Regions from separate parts of the Mus musculus genome. Here region 2 is linked to region 1. The links are chromatin contacts, called in public HiChIP or PLAC-seq maps. All regions are on one chromosome and are shown on one strand. The core of a region is the stretch at or near the end of the contact, and the rest is flanking DNA. Distances in the headings are between cores, read along the strand shown.

What was found. HiChIP or PLAC-seq counts read pairs in DNA pulled down with a chosen protein or histone mark.
Region 2: a FOXA1 HiChIP or PLAC-seq map of pancreatic cancer cells shows a contact between it and region 1. The contact joins the promoter of Krt5 here to the promoter of Krt78 in region 1. A contact is called at or near these places in 11 of 39 promoter capture datasets (the 3T3-L1 cell line, the C10 cell line, HPC-7-derived erythroid cells and 5 more), 3 of 484 Hi-C or Micro-C datasets (embryonic stem cells and nephron progenitors), 1 of 115 datasets of contacts at active chromatin or transcription factors (pancreatic cancer cells) and 4 of 9 other capture datasets (adipose tissue, liver, macrophages and 1 more).

The regions. Positions count from the first base shown.
Region 1 is chr15:101,949,305-101,956,609 of GRCm38.p6, reverse strand. It overlaps Krt78 (keratin 78), which reads left to right and starts at 2,323. Exons shown (of 9, transcript NM_212487.4): 1 at 2,323-2,751; 2 at 3,167-3,381; 3 at 4,321-4,381; 4 at 4,773-4,868; 5 at 5,588-5,752; 6 at 6,098-6,223. The coding sequence starts at 2,386.
Region 2 is chr15:101,710,926-101,717,747 of GRCm38.p6, reverse strand. It overlaps Krt5 (keratin 5), which reads left to right and starts at 4,843. Exons shown (of 9, transcript NM_027011.3): 1 at 4,843-5,474; 2 at 6,005-6,219. The coding sequence starts at 4,938.

The DNA of each region.
Region 1 (7,305 bases), core at 1,074-3,573:
CTATCTATCTATCTATCTATCTATCTATCTACCTACCTACCTATTCATTCATCCATCTATCTACCTACCTACATATACATCTATCGTCTATCTATTCATTCTATCTATCTATCTATCTATCTATCTATCTATCTATCTATCTACCTACCTACCTATTCATTCATCCATCTATCTACCTACCTACATATACATCTATCGTCTATCTATTCTATCTATCTATCTATTCTATCTATCTATCTATCTATCTATCTATCTATCTATCTATCTATCTATCTATCTATCTATCATCTATCTATCTACGTGTGAGTGTGTGAATGTGTATGTGTGTGTATATGTGAGTTAGTGTGTGTGTGTGTGTGAGCGATGCTACACACGCATCTATGGAGACTGAGGACAACCTGTGAGAGTTGGTTCTCCCTGACACCACGTGGGTCCCAGCAATTGAACTCAGGTGCTAGGGCTTGGCAGCGAGTGCCTTTACCTGCTGAGCTATCTCATAGCCCCTCAAAACAGTTTTGCATTTTCCTGATTGCTAAAGGTGTTGAACACTTTGAGATATTTATTATGCACTTTATCTCTTCTTTTGAGAACCCTCTGTTCAGAACTATAGCCTACTTCTACTTTTTTTTTTTTAAATGGATCATTTGTTTTCTTGGCTCTTCCTTTTTAGTTCTTTATTTTATATATCCTGGGTATTAACCCTCGATCAGATGTATGGCCGGCAAAGATTCTCTCCCACTTTTGGCTTTCAGTTTTATGAGGTCTTATTTGTCAACTGTTGGGCTTAATTCCTGAACGAATGCGTCTTATTGGGAAAGCCCTTTTCTGTACCTGCGTCTTGCAGGGTGCTGATTATGTCTTCTTCTAGCTGTTCAGCATTTCAGGTTTCACACAGAGCTCTGCTCAGAGTTGATCTTTATGCAGGATGATAGATATGGATCCAGTTTCACTCCTCTACACGTGGGCAAAGCTTCCTTTTACAGTGCCTCTGACTGTGGTGGGGGATATTTTGGGGCTGAGGTTTTAGTGGGGTCCAAGTAGATTCCAGGCAGCTCAGTGTGCCTCCCCTTCCTCTATCCTGGCAGCTTTCTCTTGGATCTTTTCTCTCCTCTTTTCTGGCTTCCCTGACCCCTCATACCTTGCTTGAACTTCTTTGCTACCTCTGCCTCCTCAGAGACGTTCTTCATGTCCGTCGATGTCCGTCGAGGCGATGCCGGTGGCTGGGGGCTTTTCACTCCTGGAGGGAGCGGAACCATGTTGTGCACAGCTGTCTGGCTTGGGTGGAGCACCTGTAGGGTTGTGCTAATTGCCAAGAATGATTTCCTCATAGCATCTCTCCAGCGTTTGGTGAGTTTCTGTTTGTTCTCCTTTGGAGTCACATCCTCAAAGACCCCCAAATAGTCCACCCTCAGCATTCACCAGGTGTTCGGAGAGGAAGTGGAACAGGGCCATTGTTGTCCCACTAAAGGAAACCCCATGAATCAGAGATGAGAGGCTTAGCAGTTCCCCGGGAGTAGCTGGACCACCTGCAGGATGAGGAGACCCTGCCTCAGGCTGGAGGTTGGACCACAGTAATATTAGGTGAACATCCCTGCTAGACCAGGGATGGGATCCATCCTGGGAGAATCCCAGACCCTCTGTTTCTGCTCTAGGCATAGTCTCCTAGATGCACAGTTTATTTTGGAGTGGCTGCCACTCATTTATCCACTGGAAGGGCTTCAGCTGGAGGGACCTGGGGTAGTGTGTTGGGAGGAATAGAGCACAGGATTGGCTGCTGCTGTATAGATCCTGGCTAAAGATACCTGCTCGGTGTGGGGCAGGTGCTGTCTCTTGGATGATATTGCTGGGTTGGGCCAAAGGAGGGACTGGGTGCCCTGCTTTTCTGTTCATTTCTACATCATGGTGTGTCCTTGCTGCACAACCTCTGCCAGCCTGGCTGTTCAGGGTCTGTGCTGTCTCTGTGGGGTTGGATCTCACTTTGGGAGCTGTGCTCTCCCTTGTCCAACTTCCCCATGCTACCCTCTCCTCTGCACAAACTTTTCTCACTCTTTTTCCAGGAAGCCTTCCTTGAATACCCCCCAGTAATGTTGATGCCTAGAACCGTGGCTCAGATCTTGAGATGCTTGCATGTTGTTGGCTTCTGGGGCAGGGACTGGGTCTCCTACCTCAGGCTCTGCACGTGCCACGTACCCATTCCCCAGGTGTGTCAGAGCAGGTCAGCCGCAGCAAGTGGCAGACACAGTCAGACTGAGAACATCTTGCTCTCCAAGGCCCAGCCCAAGGACGGGAGGGGATAAAAGTCTCGTGCCAGGGCCCCAGGGCAGAAGCACATACACCGTGACCATCTCCAGTCTGTCTGAAGCTGCGGGCCTGTTTGTCTCTGCCATGTCTCTCTCTCCATGCCGGGCCCAGAGGGGCTTCAGCGCCCACTCAGCGTGTTCTGCCTTTTCAGGGGCTCGGGGCAGGACTGGCTTCAGCAGCAGGAGCCTTAGTTCCTCCAGGAGATGCAGAGGAAGCTCTTGTGGGAGGGCCTGGGGGGCAGAGACCAGGCAAGGGATACGGTTTGGGCAGGGTAAGGGAGGGCCTGGATTTTCCCAGTGCCCTCCAGGGGGCATCCAAGCAGTGACTGTCGACCAGAGTCTGCTGACCCCACTGAAGATCGAGGTTGACCCCCAGTTCCAGGTGGTGAAGACACAGGAGACTCGAGAGATCAGAAGCCTCAACAACCAATTCGCCTCCTTCATTGACAAGGTGAGGGGTAAACAGCCTGGCCCCCTGCCTCTGGGCCTCTCACAGACAACTGCTCTAGACAAGATGAACTAGAGTGAGGAAATCCAACCTCCTGCCGCTTTTTCTAATCACTTCAGTGGCAAGGATGTCCTCCCAGGGTCTAGTTAGAGGCTTTCTGGTTTGCCAATGCCCCGCTATTCCATGGCTGGGACTCAGGGACACAGAGAAGCTGGCTAGTGATGAGAAGGAAGTCTGATCTCTTGTTGCATCCCATCATGGATATGCACAGGTTCTTATGGGAGGGCTTGAGGCTCCTCTGCACAGGCAGGGGTGGAAGGCAAGAAAAAGGGGTCCATAAGAGGGTCTCTAGGCTTCCCTCTCCAGAGGCTGGGCCAGGGAAGTCCCAGGAGTCTCAGGACCCTGTGTCTGGTTATAGGTGCGCTTCCTGGAGCAACAGAACAAGGTACTGGAGACCAAGTGGGAGCTGCTGCAGCAGCTGCAGGGCAATCGCAGCCCTCAGGGTCTAGAGTGCATCTTCGAAACCTGCCTAGCCCGACTCAGGCAGCAGCTGGAGGAGCTGCAGAGAGAGCGAAGGGCTCTGGACTCTGAGCTGAAGACCTATCAGGACCAGGAGGATGAATATAAGTCCAAGTAGGGCAAATGCTTGGGTGTGGTGTCTGGGGGGTGGTGCGTGATGCTCTGCCTGCCTGAGGGTCTCCCAAGTGTCCAGCACCCAGTGTTGCATGACTGACCTCCATTCTGGCTCTTGACTTCCTCTCTCCTCATTCACAAGGTTTACCTGTAATATGTAGAGGAGACTCCCACCCCCATCCAGGCCCAGAGAGACCTGGGGAAAATGTTGAAGGCTCTCTCCAGAGGGCTGAAGCCTAGCCACAAAGGACCATGTATTTGGTCAGGACTGGGAAGGGCTTATTTAAACAACATCTTGATAGCTTTCTCGAGAAATTCCTGTTTAGCAGGCTATGAGGCTGACATGACTCAGATGTGCTCTGGTCTTGGGTGGAGGAAAGTCACTTTAGTGCATACATCCCCAGATCCATGGTGTGATTTATGGCTGGACTGTGGTTCTAGACCCTCTACCTGGGCAGCCTGGTTGGGCAGACAGCCCTGGGCTGAGGGGTGGTGAGGGCTGGAGAGCGAGGGCAGGCCTCTTGCTTCTCCCAGCTGTGGTGGTTTCTACTGTTACATTCTGGGAAAAGGTCATCTCCTTTTGTGGTCCTCAGGGCTAGTTGGGAAGCAGCAGGATGGGGGCCAGGGGGTAGAGGAAGAAGCACCCAAAGTTTCATATCTGCTGTGGAGTGTCCTGTTGCCATGACAAAACCCTCTTTTCCTGTTCAGAGGCCTCTGAGTGCTTGGGAAACCATCAAAACACGTGGCCTGCTGTCCTCTGGGATACAGGCTGAGAGTCTGACACAGGGGTATAGAGAGGCCGTGTGAACCCCCTAACAGGAAATGAGAGAGGTCAATGGTGGCTCCTGACTTGAGGCCTCTGAAGACACTCAGAGTTTGGTGGTACAGAATGTTGGGGTGGGCTCTGACTTGTGCCTGACTCCCCCTTTCCATTTGCAGGTATGACCAGGAAGCGTACAAGCACGCCTCTGTGCAGAATGATTTTGTGGTCCTTAAGAAGGTGGGAGGGGCTCAAACGCCCAGAAAGCCCCTACTATGTCCTAGGCCTGGTCCTGGGCTGGGAGGCCAGAGGGTGGAGATAGTGATCAAGGACACGTTGGCACTCTGAATGTAGTCACCCTCTGACAGGATGGGATATTTACCTAGACACAGTGATTTAAAGCCAAGATCTGACTGAAGTGCTGTTTGACAGGCTCTGGGCTTACTACAGGGTGGCAAGAGGCAGGGGCAGAAGTAGAGGCAGCACAGAGGGTTGGGGTTAACCAGGGACAGCATCCTGCAGATAGTGCTGAGCAGGGTGGATGGGGAGAAGAAAGGGGGTCTTCAGACACAGCAGCACGGGTGTCCTGAGAGGAAGTGGGGCATGCACGGTTTCTGTCTCCTGTGCCCAGGACGTGGATGAGGTTTTCCAGAGCAAGATGGATTTGGAAGGCAACCTGGAGTCTCTGAAAGAACACGTCTGCTTCTTGACACGTCTGTATGAAGAAGTAAGGACCCGTGAAAAACGGGGAGGAATTAGGAAAGGGGACAGGAAGGACAGGCTCCCTGGGGCCAGGAGGGGAGCTCCAAGGAGGGGAAGCCTGTTAGAATAGCTTTGGTTTGTGGTCACTCATCATTTGACAGTTAGCTACCCAACATCAACATGAGAGTCCATCAATGAAGTACTAGATGAAACCAGATGAAACCCTCATGCGCTTCTGTCAGAAGGCAGACAGAAGCAGCAGTCTCAGTGAATAGAAATCCCACCCTGGGCTAGAAAATGGTAGATGTTACAGAGGACAGGGAGGGTTGGAAACAGGGACAGGTGGTGGTTGCAAAGAAGCGGGATGCAAAAGGCGAAATCAGTCTGAAACATGAAGGAGGGAGGAGCTCTTCAGTCAGGTAGATGCTGGGACTGAGGTCATGTCCTCAGCCAGAGAAAATGTGAGGTGACCAATGTAAGTGGGGTGGGAGGATTGTGGGAAGGGGGGTGATGAGAGGTGAGAGGGGAGGCAGGGACAGGTGACCTGGGGCCTCGTGGGTATTTTCCCTTTACTATCCACACTTCAAAAGTCACCGGAGACCACCTCAGTGATCCTTACTCTGTGAATCTGGACCCCCACTGGGTGATGGGCACATGGATGGACATTCAGGCCCCCTTCTCCCCTGAGGGAGACAGAGGATAAGGATCCATGGTGGTGGACACTGAACTTGGCCTCTTCCATAGGAACTGGGACAGCTGAAGACGCAGGCAGACGACATGTCTGTGGTGCTGTCCATGGATAACAATCGTTGCTTGGACTTCAGCGACATCATTGCTGAGGTCCGTGCCCGTTACGAGGAGATCACGCGGACTAGCAAGGCCGAGGCTGAGGCTGTGTTCCAGACCAAGGTGCTGTGGCCCAAGGAGCAAGATGGGAAGGGTTGGGTGGTCCTACTCACACGCCAGGGAGGTCACCAACTCTGGTCCTATTGGGGCAGCTTTGATAATAAACTTGAGGTTTGGGGCTCAGAGGGTAGCGCTGTGTCCATAGCGCAGGAGGGGGACAACAGAAATGGGGAGACAGGTTTGGACCTCTGCAGGCATGCCTATCATGTCCTGAGCTCAAGCAGTTGATGACCATTGGGAAGATGCAGACACTGGGAGGCACCTCAAGAGGTGGGAAGATGGCATGTACCTGATTCTAGGGTCAGAGGTAGCTCCAACTCAACCAGCGGCGCTACTTTTGTGCCTCAGTACCAGGAACTCCAGGAATCAGCCCAGCTTCAAGGGAACAGCATGAAGGAAGCGCAGGTGCAGATTTCCCAGCTTCGGCAGGCCATACATAGGCTGCAGAGTCAGATTGGGAGCCTCAGGAAGCAGGTATGTTCCCAGTGTCTATAGCTGCTTGGTGTCTTCTTCCTCCACCACTAACTGTCTGCTTCCCAGCTGGGCTCATATGAGGATGTGTGTGTGTGTGTGTGTGTGTGTGTGTGTGTGTGTGTGTGTGTGTGTGTGTGTGTGTGTATGTGTGTGTCTGGGTAAATGGTTGGGGCTCCAGATCATTTCGTGGAGACAGATCTGAACTGCTTGCTCTCTGTGAACTCCACTCTGCATGCTAGCTTTCTGGGGCAGAGCCTCTGTGTGTGCTTGACACTGCAAGGAGGACCATCATTTACAGTCCGCACTCAGGTAGACATCTTGCTTTTCACCTTCTTGGGGGAGAGAGCTACTTTAGCTCTCAGCTCATCTCTTCTTCTGACTCTCCCTCCACAAGCACACAGGAACTTCAGGTCAAATACTTTTCTGGTTTCCCTTTGGGAAACGTGTATGTGAGAGATGGGGGGAGCCTGAGAAAAGGAGATGTATGGAGCCTTCTCAGGAGATCTCAGAAGGCTGAGGAGGTCTGAGGTAGCCTGACCTTCCAGAGAGTGCCCTGCCCTCTCAGAGGGGAACGGCGATGACTTACTAGCTACCAAGTTTGTGCTCATGTTTCTCGAAGCAGAAGACTGGATTTGAGACCCCCCAGTGGGTGGTGAGCATAGAGTAGTCAGGTAAGTATTTATGTGGGGCACGTGTGAGATGCTCAGTGGGTAGTGTTATCCGGACTCCCCTTCTCATGATTTTACAGCAAGTCCTCAAATATGTCTGCGCATCATGTATGTGCCTGGTGCCCATGAAGGCCAGAAGAAGGTGTTGAATTCCCTGGAACTGTAATTACAGACATTGCAAGCCACCACGTGGGTGCTGGGAATTGAACCTGGGTCCTCTGGAAGAGCAACCAGAGCTCTTGACCATAGAACCCTCTCTCTACCCTGCAGCCCATTATTTTATTTATGTATTTATGTATTTATGTATGTATGTATGTATGTATGTATTTATGTATTTATTTATGATTTTTACTTTTATTTTTCACGTGATTTGGCATTTTGCTTCCATGCATTCTGTGTACCCACTTTTAAACT
Region 2 (6,822 bases), core at 3,594-6,093, 240 kb after region 1:
TGTGGCATGGCACATTACTTCTAGGTGCACAGATTTGTGCAGGGCAGTGGCACTTCCTCTCTCTCTGTTTGAAAACGAGAATCCTCCCATTATGGGAAAGTAAAGCCCAAAAGTTCTCGCTGGGCAGGTATATCCATTTTTTAGCCCTTCTGACTAATTAAAACATTTGTTGATTTCCAGTCCATAGTTTCAACCAAGCAAGGGGGATTTTTCAAAGACTTGGTATGCACGCCACTGGCAAAATACCCTTGAAGTGAGGGACGGGCATCCCGAGGCTTGCAAAGGCCTGTTGGAGAGACACTCAGGGCTCTGTTCTACAGCTCTGGATTTCAAGTGCCAATCGCATGCTAAATCTGAGGGATGGGGCCAAGACTGCTCCCCACAACCCCCAGTGTGTTACCCCACCCTTCCTGCCTGCCTCAGCCAGCTCAGCATGAAAATCTCAGCCGGCATAGCCCATTCCAACAAGCTCACGTTCATTTCCTCCATAGTCTATGAAGGGAACTGTGGAACCAGAGGCTGGGCAGGCATGTTCAGAGTTCTGGAATGTTTTGAGGGTTGTATTGGGGGGCAAGATACAGCCGAGAGTGAGGCCAAATCAGTGAAAAATACTTAGATAAGAAAATTCAACACTGAGACTCAAGGCTCCAGTAATGAAATCTGGGCTCCCAAGCTCAACCTGAACCAAGACTTTATTTCTGGACATTTCCATTTCTACCTAGGCTTTGTCTCAGACTTGGGTCTGAGAGTCCTCAATAAGCTGGCATGGTTCCTAGCTTCTACAGTCAACCTTGAATTGCTGGGAGTTATGTGTCTAACTTCCCAGCTTCACAGCATGGCCAGTTATACACACTCATACACACACACACACACACACACACACACACACATTCACACAGAGGCAAACACATATACACATGCATATGTTTACACACACATGTGCATGCCCATACATGCAATTCTCTTTTGAGTACACACACCATACTCTTGCATGTGTATTCAAGCTCTCTCTCTCTCTCTCTCTCTCTCTCTTAAGCACATAGGCATACACTCTCTCTCTGTCACACACATGCACACATACAAAGATACTAACACATACACACCTGTGCATGCTCACACACATAATTCTTTCTTGAGTGCTCGAAACGAAACACTCACACACATGCGAATGCATACACACATGCATATAGCACACACACTCTCTCTCAAGAGCACATAGTCTCTTGCACTCAAGTATACATACTCTCACACACACAGGCAAGTACATACACACATGCATGTGGGTACACACACATGTGCATGCTCACACATAATTCTGTCTTTAGTGCATGCACCACACTCTTGCACAAACACTCGAGTGAGTGCACACACACATGCATACAGTACACACACTCTCTCAAACTCAATACTCTCTTGTACTCAGGCTCTCTCTCTCACACACACACACACACACACACACACACACACACACACACACACACACACACCTTCTAAGCTTCTGCAACACTGAGAATCCACTGAGCCCCATACTGGGCCCCAGAACTTTAGGGGTAGCACACTATAGCTTTGGGCAGAGGCAGGAAAATTCTTCTTTCCTCAATTCCTCCCTGAGGCTAGGCTTTGTGGAGAGTTGTCTGGGGCGGGCTCACTGCTCCATCTGCCCATCCCCATCTTGTGAACTGGCTCCAGGCTTCTGGATGGGACTGCCAACCATAGCCCAATGAATACGTGACTCATGCCTCAGCCATCCTCCCTGTGTTTTGTGCAGAGCACTCAAGGGAAGAGCTGCAAAGATGAAGGCACCATTGCCCGCCTCCTTCCCTGGGGGCTGCTCAGGATGTGGGGGTTCCAAGGGCTCCAACATACTATCTAAGCTGGGATGCAAGCACAAGCAGCAGAGAGAGGCTCATAATATGGAGTAGTGTTCCTCTGACCTCAGAAGGTGTCCTGTCCGAAGAGGACAAAAGACTTGGCCTATAGATACAGACCCAGAGATGGAACTAGACAGGCAGGTCTTTGGGACTCAGAAAAAGGACAGAGAGAGTTCACACGGAGACCTGGGGAAGGGCTTGAGAGAGGACCCTGTATCTGTCAAGTTTACCCAGTGATAACTTGAGGTGTTTACAGGGAAGCTGATGAGAGGCCCTGGACTTTGGGATCTGTGCCCTGTCAGATGTGCAAAACCATTTTATTTTATTGAACTATCATCTATTAAGCATCTTTGCTCAAAGACACAGAGGTTGGAGCGTGGGACCTGAGGAGAGGATTCTGGTAAGGTCTTGTGGATTTACCTCTTTCTCACCCATGAATCTGTTCATAAAACAGGCCCAGGTTCTATGCTCTCCGGGGCAGAGGCGCTGCCTTGTGACTTGTCCCTCTGACAGAGAGGCCAGCTGCTGGGGACCCCATAGCCCTGAATGGGTTTTGGTAATTAAATAGGAGCTAGGTGACATGTCCAGCCATGTCCTGGGAGTGCCCTACAGGAGATCCCAGGGACTCAGTGTGATCCTGTTCCTCCTGCCCACAGAGATGCCAAGCTGGGGTGGGTCTCCCACTCAGCAGAGGTGCTGGTGCTTGGTTCTCTGTTTGAGTATAAGTAACAGGTTTCTCTGTTGCTTATACCCAACTGATCTGGTGACGCAGGAGGGTTCACCCTCCCTACCAGGGAGACTCCCACAGAGCTCAGACAGAGCACTGATTCTCTTGTGAGGCATCCCAACACACCCACCGGCCTCTGGTCTCTGTCCCTGGGATTGGAGTGTGGCTATTATGACAAGTCTCAGGCCAGCCAGAATGAACTCCTGTCTTGCCAAGCCCAGCTTCATAGCATAGACAAAGACCAGGGGTGGGGGTTGGTGTCCAGAAGCTCCTGGAGGGATGGAGCTTCCCCCAGGGCAGTGGGACAGTACCAATGCTGTGTGTGTGTGTGTGTGTGTGTGTGTGTGTGTGTGTGTGTGTGTGTGTGTGTGTGTGTTTGGTGGGGCATACCTTAACAGTGATTTTCTAGAAAGGAGGGGCCTCCTAGCAGTAGCAATGCATCAAGCCTCAAGCTGCTCTTCTTAGGGCTGAGGATCTCCGGTGTGTCTCTGGACATTCATACCTTGTTGCGAAATGGCAGCAAAAGCTAACACCGGCATAGTCTCTGAGACTCTCCAGACCGAGACACCCAAGCCTGTTGCCCAAACCTGCCAGGCCAGCTTGGCCAGTGATTGGATTACTTATCAGCAGTCTTGACAGCCAAGCCTCTGGTGAGCCATCACCAGCTCAGCAGACCCTCAGCCCTCAAGAATTATTTCCCACAGCCTTGGTTTCCTCGTGGCAACCTTAGGTTCTGTGCAGAGGTTCCTATGTCCTACTCTCCTGGGACCATGACCTCTCAATAGTTCCCACATCACTCCTCCCGATTCAGCCAACTGGGTCCAAGAGCCCCACTTTCCTCTGGGACAGGAAGAGAGGTGATCCCACTCAAGTCCTGAGCCAGAATGACAGGGCGTAGCTTGGGATGGACACTGGCTAAAATCTAACCAGCGTCCTTTCTTTCATAAGTCGCTACAGGTGAAGCTTTGCAGAAGAGTCGTCTGGAAGCTCTCACTCATTGGAGTAACCAGCAGGCTGCTGTGCCAGCTGCCTGGTCCCCCCAACTTGCTCTGTCTAGTTTGTCTGGCAGTTAGCTCACGGATTTAAAATTCCATTTTCCATGCCTTTGGCCCTGAAGGAGGCTTTGGGCCAGAGATAGAGGAAACACAGCAGTTCCCGCTGCTTGGAACAGGGTGGTTCCCCGTTATAACAGGCCGGCCAATTCTCAACATGTTCCTGCTGAGATTAGAAGCTCCTGCAGGTATGTGTTTGCGGCGGCCTTCAGCCTGTATCAACAGATACAGTGACTCACGTCTTCCCTGGTGGAATAACTGAGAACTTGCTGGAACACAGCTTGGGGGGCACCGGGGAGGCTGGCAGAGCAGTCCAGAGAGTCAAGACTTTTTTGTAAAGGATTACATGGGATCCCTGGCTTAATAAGCCCCTACACAGGCCTCCCCAGGACAAAGAAACATCAAAGCAAGACAAAACGCTGAATTAGGAGGGACTGTGAAGGGCTGGACCTGGCCTTAAAGTGAATAGTGTACAGCCTGGGTCAGGAGACCCACATCCTCTGTTTTGTTTGTTTGTTTGTTTTTTTCTTAAGCCTGGGGCTTAAGGGAGCCTTTCTGGTCTGAATCTTGCCCAGTGATGTCTTGGGTGAATGGACCACTCTTAAAGAAAGCGTTGCACAGCGAAGGACTCAATTCTACTCCTCTCTCTCTGGAATATACCCAAGAAAAGAGGCCGTGGGTCACCTTGCCAAGAGCTCAGGTCTCTGCAGCACCCACCACACAGCCCAGCATGAGAAGAACAGGTCATTGTCAAGTGGGTGACCTGCTCTGCCCACAGTTGGACAGGAGCCCCACAGATGGACAGAAACCCCAAAGCTGGGCTGGCAAAGCAACATGAACCAGACTGATCATGTCACTGATTCTTGCTAATGTTCGCTAGGACAGTGGCCAGAGACAAATAGCCCTTATGTCCTGGCATCCTTCTAGGCTACACACAAAGCCCAGATCTGGGGTGACGAGAGAACCCCCCCAACACACTGCCAGGACACCAGCTCTGTAAGGAAAGGTTATTCCTAACTGAGCAGAGCCTGCTGGGAGCAGCATTTACACCCCACACCACTGTGCAGGTGTGCTGGGTGAGCTCACAGCTGCCCCCCAGGCATGCCCAGCCCACTAATCATTCACAGCTCGACAGCTCCTCTGCCCAACCCACTTCTAAGGGGATAAAAGGGGACCTCAAATCTCCTAAGTTACAGAGCCACCCACAGCGTCCTGTTGAACGCCGCTGACCTCGCCAGCACCTCCCCACCACCAGCGCCCAGTGTTCTTGCTCCTCCAGGAACCATCATGTCTCGCCAGTCCAGTGTGTCCTTCCGAAGTGGGGGCAGCCGCTCTTTCAGCGCCGCCTCTGCCATCACCCCATCTGTCTCTCGTACGAGCTTCAGCTCGGTGTCCCGCAGTGGTGGTGGTGGTGGTGGCAGGATCAGCCTTGGGGGTGCTTGTGGAGCCGGGGGCTATGGCAGCCGGAGCCTGTACAATGTGGGGGGCTCCAAAAGGATATCCTACAGTTCTGGCGGAGGCAGCTTCAGGAACCAATTTGGTGCTGGTGGCTTTGGCTTTGGAGGAGGAGCCGGCAGTGGATTTGGTTTTGGTGGTGGAGCTGGTAGTGGCTTTGGCTTCGGTGGTGGAGCTGGCTTTGGTGGTGGCTATGGGGGAGCTGGCTTCCCGGTGTGCCCACCTGGAGGCATCCAAGAGGTCACCGTTAACCAGAACCTCCTCACCCCTCTGAACCTGCAAATCGACCCCACCATCCAGCGGGTCAGGACTGAGGAGAGGGAGCAGATCAAGACCCTCAACAACAAGTTTGCCTCCTTCATCGACAAGGTGAGACATGTCCTCCCTAGAGCAGCCTGTGTGTCTACAGGGAATGCTGAACAAAGGTGGAGGGAAGAGGCTTCAGTCTCAGCTCTGATACTGCCTGTGTTGCTAGTTGATGCTCTGTCCTGGTTTGTGTTGCTCTTCAGTTAGACTGGCATCTGGAAATCAGAGTCAGAGTTCCTCTCCTCCAGAGGTTGCCCCATAAGGGTGTCTGGTCCCAGTGGACTGAGATGACCTAAGGACTCACATAACAGGATTGCAGGGAGACCTAAGTGTCTATAGAGCAGTCTAAGAGGGTTTTCAGCCCCAGTGAATAATTAGATCACATTTCATCCACCTACTACTGGGCTGGCTGTCCCCTATCTTTCCTAAAAGAATGATGTTAGGAGCATCAGTGCCGATTGTCCCTCACAGGTCACAGGCCAGGTACTGAACACAAGATTTGGTGGGACAGCATGTGACAGGTAGCACACTAGTGAAAATACCACAGAAGCCTCAAACCCAAACCTTCCCCCCCTCCCACTCGGCCCCTCCAGGTGCGGTTCCTGGAGCAGCAGAACAAGGTCCTGGACACCAAGTGGGCCCTGCTGCAGGAGCAGGGCACCAAGACCATAAAGCAGAACCTGGATCCGTTGTTTGAACAGTACATTAACAACCTCCGTAGACAGCTGGACGGGGTTCTGGGGGAGAGGGGCCGCCTGGACTCAGAGCTGAGGAACATGCAGGACCTGGTGGAGGACTACAAGAACAAGTGAGCTGTGATGTGGGGGAAAGAGGCGTCAGGATCTTCATTGTATCAGATATGCCCCATAGCCAGACGGTGGCCTCTGTCTTCTCCACAGGCTAGCAGCATGCGTTACACCACTAAGAATAGCTCCAAGTCTGTCCAGAGAGTCCCAGTCCCAGGCTCAGGTCCCTCTATAAAGCATTTACCCACCCACCCAAGTAGCAGCGTGTGCCCCTAGTGCCACCTGGAACCCTCACCCTCTCAGGCTTTCTTCCCAGTGCCCTCAAAAACACACGGCACTGTGTTTGATAGTTTCTGGGAGTTGATGGCAGAATCCCCCTGCTTGGTGGCTCCAAGAATTCCTTTAGCTGCATAAATCAGATACTGATTAAAGGGGCTGCCAGTGTTTTGTTTCTTGGCTTATGCATTTGACGGTGCTGGAGAGCGAACTCAGGAATGTGTGCATGCTAAGCAAGTGCTCTCCCACAAGCTATACCTCTACTCATGCAGGATTATGGGTGAAACAGGAGAATAGCAATGATGCTGGAATGAGGTTTTGGCAGGCAACTTCAGAAAAGGCAGCATATTATGGGGGCTGGGGGCTTGCCCGGGGCTCAGGGTGTCCCA